Linked DNA regions of Arachis hypogaea: region 1 is linked to region 2. A link is a contact called in public Hi-C data. All regions are on one chromosome and are shown on one strand. The core of a region is the stretch at or near the end of the contact, and the rest is flanking DNA. Distances in the headings are between cores, read along the strand shown. Region 1 holds the start of LOC140180313. Region 2 has its middle 16 kb from the start of LOC112805945.

The links. Hi-C and Micro-C count contacts between places; a contact is called where the count stands out from the background.
Region 1: a Hi-C map of leaf shows a contact between it and region 2, with 2.1 times the contacts expected there. The contact joins the promoter of LOC140180313 here to the enhancer-like site in region 2. A contact is called at or near these places in 2 of 8 Hi-C or Micro-C datasets (leaf and an unstated tissue).

What each region holds. Positions count from the first base shown.
Region 1 is chr16:146,441,545-146,447,503 of arahy.Tifrunner.gnm2.J5K5, forward strand. It overlaps LOC140180313, which reads right to left and starts at 2,903. Exons shown (of 3, transcript XM_072220780.1): 1 at 2,606-2,903; 2 at 2,421-2,496; 3 at 1,888-2,329. The coding sequence starts at 2,903. The coding sequence ends at 1,888.
Region 2 is chr16:146,397,107-146,403,993 of arahy.Tifrunner.gnm2.J5K5, forward strand. No RefSeq gene overlaps it. Among protein-coding and RNA genes, the nearest start is that of LOC112805945, 16 kb to the left of the region's middle. Within about 2 kb of position 1,260, at least 1 of the 3 cell types and tissues checked has open chromatin away from gene starts, as enhancers often do.

The sequences.
Region 1 (5,959 bases), core at 1,653-4,152, 46 kb after region 2:
AATTGATGGACCAATTGGACCTAATATTGTTAATGGTGGTGCTTACACAAACAAAATCTTTTAAATGAGTGGGTGATCATTTCTCCCTAGTAGATCTTCTAAGTGTACTATGTTCAATTTCTCTTGGTCGAATGTTTTCTATGTTTGGCTCACAAGTGTCCCCATAAGGCCTTATCGAGTTATCTTCAATAACTCTTGGCTAATTTCCAGTTTGGGAATATGAAAAGGGGTCTTATTTTGGTTCTAGCATGTCAGGTCTTGGAGTAAGTGGCATGGTAATTTTAGATTCGGTGTATGTGTTTGTTTGTACTCGTTTTGTGCAAAAGAAAAGTAATTTTTATAAAATTCAACATTTCTTGAGACAAAATCTTTCTTGGATTTCAAATCAAGTAGAACATATCCTTTTGTTCCCTCCCTAAATTCAAGGAATGCACACTTCCGTGCTCGGGGATCCAATTTGGACCGATGAGCAGTGAGGATCCCGGCATCAGCAAGACAACCAAACACCCGTAAGTGCACTAGATCAGGGAGAGAATCATGTAAAATTTGGAATGGAAATTTATTCTTAAGAAAGGTTGAAGAAATTCTGTTCAACAAGAAAACAGTATGCTTGAGAGTAAAATTTCAAAAACAGTGGGAAACATGAGATTGAAATAGAAGAGCTCTACTAATGTTGAGAATATGTTGCTGCTTTCTTTCCACTATTCCATTCTGTTGAGGTGTCTCAACACAGGAAGTTTGATGCAAAATTCCAGTTTTAGCAAAAAAATATTTCATACAAAATTCTGGACCATTATCAGACCGTATGACCTTTATTGATTTATTAAACTGAGTTTGAATGAAAGTTGCAAAATGCTGAAGTAAAATGCATGCTTCAGATTTTAACTTCATCAAATACACCCATGTATACCGAGATTTATTGTCTACAATGTTGAGAAAATATCTATGACCACTACTTGAAGGTACATCAAGAAGTCCCTAAATATCTACGTGTACAAGTTCAAACAGTACAGTTGGTTGAAAACTACTTACAGGAAAAATGAGTCGTTTCTGCTTGGTAAAATAGCAAGCATTGCACAGAGCTGCTTTATTATCTAATGAGATGAAAGAGAAATCTCGCTTCATCTGTTTTAGCCTATCATTGGGTAACTGTCTTAACCTGTAATGCCATAGACAAGGATCCAAAATATGATTATTATGATTATTATTGACAACTGAACAGATTTGTGCACTAGGACATGGGTGTTTCGAAACCTCATTATTTAATATGTAAAGACCACCATTCTCCTTAGCTTCTCCAATCATCTTCGTCGAGCTCAGATCCTGTATCTCACATTTTGTGTCAGTAAAAATCATTTGACAATGCAATTCGGAAGCGAGTTTTGAAACCGAAATTAGTTTGAAGTTGAAGGATGGAATGTATAAAGCATTATTGAGTAGAAGTTCATTGGAAAAAATAATAGTTCTCATAATAGTGCTTGTGGTCCAGGCCACATTGGGTAGCTTAACTATTATGGGAGCTACTTGTTTATATGTATAAAAATCACTTAGGTAATAAGATACATGGTCAGTAGCACCTGTATCAATTACCCAAGACAAGAATTTATTTGGAGAAACATCTAATGCATTAATGCTGGTTTTAAAATGCAAAATTGTTCCTACCATTCCTAGAGGAGGAACTGCCGGATGCTCCAATTTACCTTGATGAGGTATATCGGGTGAAACCTTTGATGCCATCAGGTTCATGTTATGGGAGTGTTCTCCAATGCTCTTGTTGAGAAGAGTAAGCAATGCTTACTTTTGTTCAAGGGTGAACTCCAACGTGTCACCCCCAACCTTTTCCAAATGAATAGAACGTGATGAAAGGTTCTTCTCCCTGAGCTTCTCTTAATCACCCTTAGTAACTAGGGACGCTGCAAAATTTCCAGCTCCTTCTGCAGCATTGCGTTCCTTGAAGTTCGATGGGTAGTCGTGTTTCTTGTAACACACATCAATACTGTGACCCAACTTTCCACAGTGCGAGCATTGCACCTTTCCTCTCCCTCCCTGACTCCTTCCGCCTCTACCCCTCCCTTTTCCTCTGTCATTTCCTGGGTTTGCTGTGTTTGAGGGAGTAGCGGCATAGGCAATTTTGACTTCTGGATTAATATCCATATTCAGGAATCCGTGTTTCTGCTGTGTCAACATGCAGAGTAGAGTATTCACATTAGGGAGTGGATCCAACAATATAATCTGAGACCTAACATTCGAAAATTGCTCATTTAAGCCTCTCAAAAATCGAGTTACTTGATCCTCAATTCTATATTGTCGCATTATACCTAGGCCATAGCTACACTTTTCTAACAAGCATAATTAGGAATAGATCTAAAACTCTCAAGGTCTTCTCAAATAGTCTTCAACTTAGTGAAATAAGATGTTACATCAAGGTCTTTTTGCCTAATTGCAAAAAGCTCCTCCTGTAATTCTGCCACTCTGAATCTATCCACTTGACAGTATCTGCACTTCAATTCAGTCCACAAATTGCTTGCCATAGTGTTTCAGACGACACTTCGTGATATATCAGGACTAAGAGAGTGATTAATCCATGCCACAACATATGTATTACATCTATCCCATGCTTCAAAATTTTCATCATCCTTATCAGGCCTAGGCAGGCTACCATCAACAAACCTTACTTTGTTCTTTCCCTTCAGCCCCCAAAGTATAGCTATACTCCAGTCACCATAATTTTTACCATCAATTGTAATAGTAGAAAGAGGTGTACCAATACCGTCAGATGGATGAAGGTAGTAAATGCTTGTCGAATCTTGATTCGGTTTGGCATTCCTCTTGCTAAGATTTGCTTGAAATGCTGTGATCTGGTTCAAAAAGTTCATGAATGCCTCTGCATTGATACCTTCCATCGGGCAATTACGATTGAACAACCTTCTTCCTACAATCTCGTTGATTGGAGTTGCTGCCTCACAATTGAAGGAAGTGAGAGGGAGCACACTCTCATCAATCTCTATTGTTTGAGTTTGTAGGAAGAGAAGAAATCAGAAGAAGAAGAAGAAGAAGAAATAGGTCAGACTTGAGAATTTGGAGAAGGATTGGGAGAAAACAGGGGAGATGTTGAACGGGAAATCGGAAGAAAGAGGTCAGACCAAATCGCCAACCCTAACCTCAATGGAGAGTGTCAATCAACAAATTGAGAAGAAATCGCGAACCCTAGCATCAGTTCGATGTTGAATTCGAGATTGAAATTGAAATCCAGATCGAGATCGCAAGGGGAGGGTAGAAAGTGAGAACTTGGATCACCATTACCGTAATTGAGTTCTTGCAAAATTGACAAGATTTCAGATCAAGCTGCGTCTTTCTCAATCTGAATCTCAGTGCTTGCTACACTCTACGCTCACCGTACCATGTTAAAAGGTGTTGATGGTGTGGGCAGCAGCACCTTTGAGAGAGAACTTCAGAGAGAAAGATGCAATTGTAAATCTTGATAGGATAAAATGGTGAATTTCAGTTATTAGAAGAGTCTACATAGATATATATACACTCTCTACAATGCACCTCAGCTGTAGTAGAACAAAGCCTCTCTAACTAACCAACAGTGAACTTGGTGAGCTTTTCACCTGATAAATCTAACTAAGCTACTAACATGCACTATATATAACAACCTATAGCTCTAAACGTAAAGGTCAAGTGACATCATTCATTTACCTAGCAAACAATTGCACATGTATTAAAAAAAGTGTTAAGTACGATTTTGGTTTTTAAGATATAGGTCGAAATTTTTTTTTATATATAAAATCATTTTTAAGGTTAAAAACCAAATTTTAAAATCGTCATTTTTATTTAAATCTTAAAATTTTGGATTAAATTACCCATAAAAAAATTGTAAAATAAAAAAAAAAGAGAAGGAGAGTGTTTTTGCTCCTGCGAAGGAGGAAGGGAAGAAGAAGAAGTTGTCTACGATCCACCTCTGCCTCCGCTTCTGCTGCCAAAAATTTAAAACCAAGTTAAACCTTAGGGACCATTTTGTATGTAAAAAAAAGTTGGAACGAAAAATTTTTCGACCTATACCTTAGGGATCCCAGAAAAATGAAATCTTTATATTATTAAAAATATACCTACATTCACTTCTTTTTTTTTTTTTTTTTGCATTTGTCTATCATTATAAAATTTAAGAAATTTTTTGTCTAGATATGATTCGATATATATAAAATGACAACAAAAAATAAAAAATCATATATAAAACATATTCTCTTTGCGTTTTAATTATTAGGGTTCTATAAAGTTTTGATGGCATTATTGGTTTTGTTTTGTTTCTATTAACGTAAAAACTGAATTTCATAAACTTTTCTCTTTTTGAAAAAGTTTAATTTCATCGCAGTTATCTGAGGATAATGATAACTAGCTAAGAAATGTTCAAGTAGAATTTTATAATTAATCTTTTTTGAGAAATCAATACCAAGGTCTACTGGATAAAAATACACCTTAAGTGTAACCAAATAAGTTTACATATTTGTTTTTTATTGTTAAAGATTATGTACTAAATTGTTAAACATATATACATATATGTTTAATAATCACTTATCAAGTTATTAATTTATCATTATATTCACTAATTTAATCTCAACAATCACCAGAATAAAGAACTTAGCACGGCTAATAGTATACAAAAAATAACCATTTTGCTAGAGTATTTTTGTAACAAATAATTGTGTCAAAAATATGTTCAAATATATTTTAATGGTTGTTAATTCTAATATCTACGATATTATTGATGATTAATAATTACAAAAATATATTTAAATGTACTTTTAACGAACACTTAATTTTAAAAAAGAAAACTTTATTGACACTACTTTTATTAATGTTTAGCTATCATTGATGGTAAAGAATAAATGTCAATAAATATATTTTTTTAAATAGCCGTAAAAGATATACTTTAAACCTTTTCTAATAATACTAACTCTTTTTGCGACCATAAAAAATATATCCTATCAAAATAACTATTTTTAGCGGTTGTAAAATCGCTTATTTTTCTTATAATGAATTAAAAATTGGACAATTTAGGATAATTAAATTCTTAACTAAGATACACAATAATAAAGATGAGAAAATAAAATAACAAATAAACATATGTAATGCTTAGCTAGTTATGTATGAGATGCAATTTGTAAACAAATAAATGAATATAAAATAAGTTAATTTTGATAAACAATAACTATAATATAAAATGAAATGAAGTATTTTATCAAGGCTACTAAATTAGATATGATGTATTTATATATAAATATATTTGTTGTTTAATTTATTGTTAATGTATATTTTATATTTTAATATATATTTTATATTTTTATACAAGTAATTTATATGATGATTGATTTTTTGTGTATATGTTATTAGGTAACAAATGACACAGCAAAATATAAAGATAAAAAATTAAAAATTTGTATAAAATATAAAAATAATTGAATAATTTTTGTTGAGAATTATTACTTTTTTCTATCATAAAGAGATTATAATAACATTCTCTCTTAACAAAAGGAGAACACACTTCTCTCTACATATACAGGAGAAAACTACTCAAAGAAATATTATATGTTATTTTATCTGAATGACTTGATTGAAAACAAAATGCAAAGATTTTCAATTTATAAACGAATCTCTGTTACGTAAACCACCCGCAACATGAGGTTACTATTCTTTCTCTCTCTCCACCATCAAAGTTTGATGGCTATTACCTAGAAGTATTTTTCTCCTTTCATTATTTAGTTTTTCTTTTTTTTTTTCTTTTCTATAATTAATTTTACTAAACTTACAATCTCCCACTTAAAGCTAATTTTGGTGAATTTTCAAAAATTTGTGTTGCTCATGTATTTGATAGGCCATATGAAGATCTATACCATTCAAATTTTTTAGTGTTGATTGATTTTGTCATGACATCTGCTAGGTTATCTTTAGTGTGAAT
Region 2 (6,887 bases), core at 10-2,509:
AATCTATTTTTTGAAATTTAATCTTCTTAAACGTGCATCTTTATAAATAAATAAACAAATAAATAAATAGGAATGCTAATATGCTATACTCTTAATTATTCGATATATACATGTGAATCCACTCTTACAATTTTTTAATTTAAAAATATTATTTGTATACTAAAATCAACTATTATGATGGTATTTGGATATAAATACATATGTTGTCTAATTTAATTTTAATATAATAAATTTATTTTGTATTATAACAAATATTTTATCTTAATGACTAATTTTAATAGATGATTTTAATATAAAACTAATATAGTTGTTTCTAATTATGTATAACCAAATATCCCTAAATTGTTTTGAATATGCATTGTTTCATTAAAAAATGAAAATAAAATAATTAATTTACAAAATCAATTTATCCCCTTTTAAAAATTATAATCATGGAACTAAATTGCTCATAATTTATAGTTCAAAGAAATAAAATAATTTGTTTCATTTGAATAATATAAAAAAAATACAAATTGTGCATGAATTAAAATCTGACATTTTCTACGACATTATTTAAGGTAACTAACTTTAGCGAAATACAAAATACTAATTAGTAATTGCCATTTTAAAATTTTGGAAAACTCATAAATAATAAATATATTTAAATACATTATTAATTAGAATATATTAATTTATAAACGTATCAAATTTTTTAAGTAAAAACATTGTAAAATAATGATACATAAATAAAGTTACAACTTTGAAGAATATTGTCATATTAGCAAAAATGTGAAAGAGTTTTACAAAGTTAATCGTGTATTGTGATGGTAACAAAAATATTTTATTTTTAAATTTATTATTTAAAAAGTTATTTAAATATATGAATTGATTGTCATATAAAATTATTTTTATTGTTAGTATATTAAAATCAAATATAAATATAATTTTTGTTTTGCCAGAAACAAAAAATTTTAAAAATATCAGGATTTTAATGATTTTTTATCATACGTGACACACATTCATTAGGTCACTCACAAGTCACAATCAGGACACTATAAACGCTCATTTTAGCCACATTCCACCATAATGCAACAATAATATACTAATACTGATAAAATAGCATTTAAAATTATTTTTTAATTAACAAAAAAAAAAGAAAAAATCTGATTTTTTTTTTGGTATTTAAAAAAAATGTATTGGTTATTGACGGGACTGATATAACAATGTGCCAATGTCATTGTCTATCATATTGGGCCAAAACCTCATGTGGATCTACAGCAAACCTATTGTAATATATCGATGTGTATTTATTGTTGACCAAAAAAGCGTATATTTATTTGGCCCTCTTCTCTAAACTGAAAAAATTGGGCATAAAAAAAGAAATATAAAAAAATAAACAACTACTTAAATAAAAATGCCCAAAACATATTTCATGAAAATGTTTTGTATAAAAGTGTGATTTAATCAGATTGGGTTAGTCTAGTAGTTAATTTACTAGTCCGCTTAAATAAGTGTTAGAATTTAAATTTCGTCTTGTGCATGCAGCAACACATTAACCCTTAAATGGAGTTCAGTACAGCGGCATATTAGTCCTTGGCCTGTCGGGTTGAGAGATACCGTGAGAAATAAAAGAAAGTGTGATTTATTTATTTGACCATATTTTAAACAAAAATAACACTTTTATAATATATCAAAATCTAACTCTATAATTTATTATCCAAGAGTAAAAATTTATATAAAGACAATTATAAAATTTTTGTTAGAGTACCCACCTAAAAAATATCCCGAAATTATTAGAGTTTGATTAAAATTAATCTTGCATGTGCTTAGTTTAGTGGTGAAATTTCTTACCTTGCAAGAAAAGAAGGTTGAGTGGTTTAGAAAATGTATATCCTTTCAAAAAAAAAAAAAAAACAAAATGCTTATGTTAAAAAAAATGAAAGTGGTCGGAAAAAATTAAAAAATGTAAAAAATTAGTATTTGGTGTTGTGATAAGAATAACAGATAGATACCCATTAATGATATGGGCAGCTGAAATTTTTAAGAGAGAGAGTTGAAATTATTATGTAGACCAACTTTAATGAAAGTTGAATTTGTAAAACTATAAATAAGACTTCATAACCTTACGTACATGATACAAACAATAAAGTATTTCTCTCTCCTCCTTCTTATACATTGCTAACACTTCTCTCTCTTTTATTATAAATATATAAATTATTCCTATTATATTGAAATTATTACATTAGCTAATATTAATACTAGATTTTCTATTTCTACTTTTATATTTATTATATTTTCCTTTATTTATTTCACAACACGTTATCAGCACGAAGTTCTAACAAAATTTTAGGAAGACTCCAGGTAACAAATTTTTATTATGTCAAAACTCTTTCATCTTAAATTTAATGCTCTTAATATATGTGGAAAAAATTATTTATCATAGATACTAGATGCTAAAATACATCTTGATTCAATGGATCTTGAATATATCATTAAAGTTGAAAATAATACATCCCAGAAAGATATAGTTAAGGCTATGATTTTTCTTCATTGTCATCTTGACGTATAATTGAAAAATCAATATCCCACATTAAAAGATCTTGCAAATCTGTGGAAAGACCTTGAAGAAAGGTCAATCATCAAAAGACAGCGATACCTCCTCAAGCCCGATATGTTAGAGAAAACTTTCTCGACGTTCCATGCCTTGAATGTGCTCCTGCAGTAGTAGTATCGAGAAAAAGGATTTAAAAATTTTTTTGAGCTAATTTCTTACTTTCTTGTTGCTGAACGAAACAATGAGTTGCTCTTAAGAAATCATGAAGCGCGCCTAGCTGGCGCTGCCCCATTTTCTGAAGCAAATGTGGCAAATTATAACCCTAAAAGAGGTAAATGACAAGATTTTGATAACAAGAAAAATTATGAAAGGAAAAAAATTATATTCAAAAGAGAGGATCTCGCCAGAAGTGGGATAAAGAAAGAAATATCGGGCAGAATAAATTAACAGAGGATAAGTATTTCCGTTGTGGTGGAAATGGCCATTGATCACGTACCTGCCGTACCCCAAGGCACCTAGTCGATCTTTACCAGGCATTTTTAAAAAAGGACGACAAGGGAAAAGAATCGAATTTCGTTTCAAATGATGCTGAAAATTCCACCACTCATTATGATGTATCTGATTTCTTTGAGGATCCTGAAGGAAATATTGGTCATTTGATAAATGATGGAATAGTTTAATGTGTGAGATTGTTAAGTATTCATATAAATAAATAATGTAAAGAACTTATTGTTAAACTTTATTTTCTATGTATTTAAGGTTCAAATATGATGTATATAAATAATGAAATATTAATGGTTATGAATCTTGAAAGCATTAAATATGTCATGTTTTAAAATGAAATTTTAGTATATGACATTATTTTTATGTGCAGTATTTCTTAGAAAAATAATTCTGATCAAGTATTCAATTTAACTGTGCATACTACTCATTTTATTATTATTTGTCTTTGAAGAAAATGACAAGGATATGTAATGAAGATGTATGCCTTACGGATAGTGCAAGTTCGCACACTATTCTCAAACGTGATATATATTTTACCCATCTTGTGCCAAAAGAATAATATGTTAATACTATTATTGGCTCAAGCAATGTGATAGAAGGCTCCGGAAGAGCTATAATTTTTTTTCAGAGGAACAAAATTTATAATAAATAATGCAATATTATCTACCAAGTCTCTGAGAAACTTGTTGAGTTTCAAAGATATTCACCGAAATGGATATCATATTGAAACAATGAATGAGAAAAATCACGAGTATTTATGTATCACAACTCATGATTTAAATAAAAATGTTATATTAGAAAAAGTTAGCCTCACTTTCATCTGGGTTGTATTATATCAAGATTAGTGCAATTGAATCACATGCCATTGTAAACCAGAAGTTTACTAGCCCAAATAAATTCATAATTTGGCACGACCGATTGGGTCATCCGGGAACAACCATGATGAGGAGAATTATTGAAAACTCCCATGGACATTCACTAAAGAACCAGAAGATTCTTAAAACTAGTAAATTTTGTTGTGCTTCATGTTCTCAAGAAAAGTTAATTTTAAGGCCATCACCAGTAAATGTTGGATTTAAGTCCCCTGAATTCCTAGAAAGGATTCAAGGTGATATATGTGGACCTATTCATCCACCATGTGGATCTTTTAGATATTTTATGGTCCTAATAGACACATCTTCGAGATGGTCACATGTGTGCTTATTGTTCTCTTGCAACCTGGCGTTTGCGAGATTATTGGCTCAAATTATTCAATTAAAAGCACAATTTCCAGAAAATCCAATCAAAGCAATTCGTCTTGATAATGCTGGTGAATTTACTTCCCAAACTTTTGATACTTATTGTATGGCTAATGGAATAAGTGTTGAACATCCAGTAGCTTATGTTCACACACAAAATGGGCTAGCAGAATCACTTATTAAACGCCTCCAATTAATTGTTAGACCCTTACTTATGAGAACAAATCTCCCAACCTCGGTTTGGGGGCATGCTATTTTACATGCCGCAGCACTTATTCGTTTGAGGCCAACGAGTTACCATCAGTTCTCTCCTATGCAATTAGCTTTTGGCCAGTATCCAAATATTTCCCATTTAAGAATATTTGGGTGTGCGATATATGTTCCCATTACACCACCTAATCGCACCAAAATGAGACCCCAAAGAAAATTAGGGATATATGTTGGATATAATTCTTCGTCTATAGTGAGATATCTTGAGATACAAATTGAAGATGTATTTAAAGCCCGGTTTGCGGATTGTCATTTTGATGAATCAAAATTTCTAACATTAGGGGGAGAGAATAAGCTTCTTGAAAAGGAACTTAATTGGAATGCGTCATCCTTGATGCATTTAGATCCTCGATCAGGGCAATGTGAACTAGAAGTTCAAAAGATTATACATTTGTAAAGAATAGCAAATGAAATGCCTGATGCATTTTCCGATACAAAGAGGATAACCAAGTGTATATATCAGCGAAAAATGTCCCAATTCAAATTGATGTCCCAGTTGGACAAATTGCCACTAAAGCAAATACACGCCAGAAGCGTGGTAGGCATGTCGGTTCCAAAGACAAAAATCCTCGAAAGCGAAGAAAAGTAAATAATTGAAAAAGACATAGTAGAGACACCTGCAGTTGTCCAAAGTTCTGATATAGTTTTAAGTCCAGAAGACATTCAGGTACCTGAAAATTGTGAAAATAACAAAATCTTGATAAATTATGTCTTTACAGGAGAGAAATGAAACCAAAATAAGACAATTGTCAATGAAATATTTACATATAATGGGTATTTGTGAGAAAACAAAATGAGAAAAATGAAGTTGTACGCTACAGAGCTCGACTTGTAGCACAAGGTTTTTCTTAGAGGTCAGGTATAGATTATGAAGAAACGTATTCCCCTGTAGTGGATGCGATAACATTGCGTTATTTGGTCAGTTTATCTGCATATCATAAACTGCATATGCATTTAATGGATGTGGTAACAGCCTATTTATATGATTCATTAGATCGGGATATCTATATGAAAGTCCCTGAAGGACTAAAGATATCTAAACCACCCAGTGAATATTCGCAAGGGTTATACTCAGTTAAATTGCAAAGATCTTTATATTGTCTGAAGCAATCTGGACGAATGTGGTATAATCGTCTTACTGAGTATCTGGCTAAAAAATAGATTCAAGAATGATGATATCTGTCCATGTGTTTTCATAAAGAAATCTACATCTGGATTCATTATAATTGCTGTGTACGTTGATGATTTAGATATCATTGGGACTCCTGAAGAGATTCCAACAATTATAAAAACTCTAAAAGAAGAGTTTGAGATGAAAGATCTTGGAAAGACTAAATTTTGTCTCGGCCTACAGATCGAGCATATAAAAAGTGGGATCTTTCTTCATCAAACAACATACACAGAAAAGATCTTGAAGAGATTTTATATGGATAAGTCACATCCATTAAGTACCCAAATGATCGTAAGGTCTTTGGATGTGGAGAAGGATCAATTCCGTTCTAAAGAAGAAAATGAAGATATCCTTGGTCCAGAAGTACCATATCTTAGTGCCATTGGAGCGCTAATGTATCTTGCTAATAATACACGACCTGATATATCATTTGCTGTGAATTTACTAGTAAGATATAGTTCCTCTCCAACCAGAAGACATTGGAATAGAATCAAACAAATCTTTCGATATCTTCATGGAATAGTTGATATGGGATTGTTTTATCCCTATGAATCCAAGTCACAACTAGTTGGCTATGCAGATGCTGCATACTTGTCTGATCCATAAAAAGGGAGATCTCAAACAGGATACCTGTTCACATATAGTGGAACAGCTATATCTTGGAGATCCACGAAACAGACGATTGCTGCAACATCCTCTAATCATGCCGAAATACTAGCGATACATGAAGCTAGTCGCGAGTGTTTTTGGCTCAGGAGTTTGATCCAATATATTCTGTCATCACGTGGACTGATTGATCATAAGATAGCTCCAACTGTTTGAAGATAATACAACATGCATTGCTCAACTTAAAGGTGGATACATTAAAGGTGATAGAACAAAGCATATTTCTCCCAAATTCTTCTTCACTCATGATCTTCAGAATCAAGGGACAATTGATATCCAACAGATCCGCTCAAGTGATAATCTTGCAGATTTATTTACAAAGTCACTCTCAAAATCCTCCTTTGAAAAATTGGTACATGAGATTGGGATGCGCCGATTTCGAGACATTAAATGATGTCGGCAAGAGGGAGAGATTGTGCTCTTTTTTCCTTGGTCAAGTTTTTTTCCCATTGGGTTTTTCTTGACAAGGTTTTTAATGAGGCAGTCCCCATCACAAAGGATATTG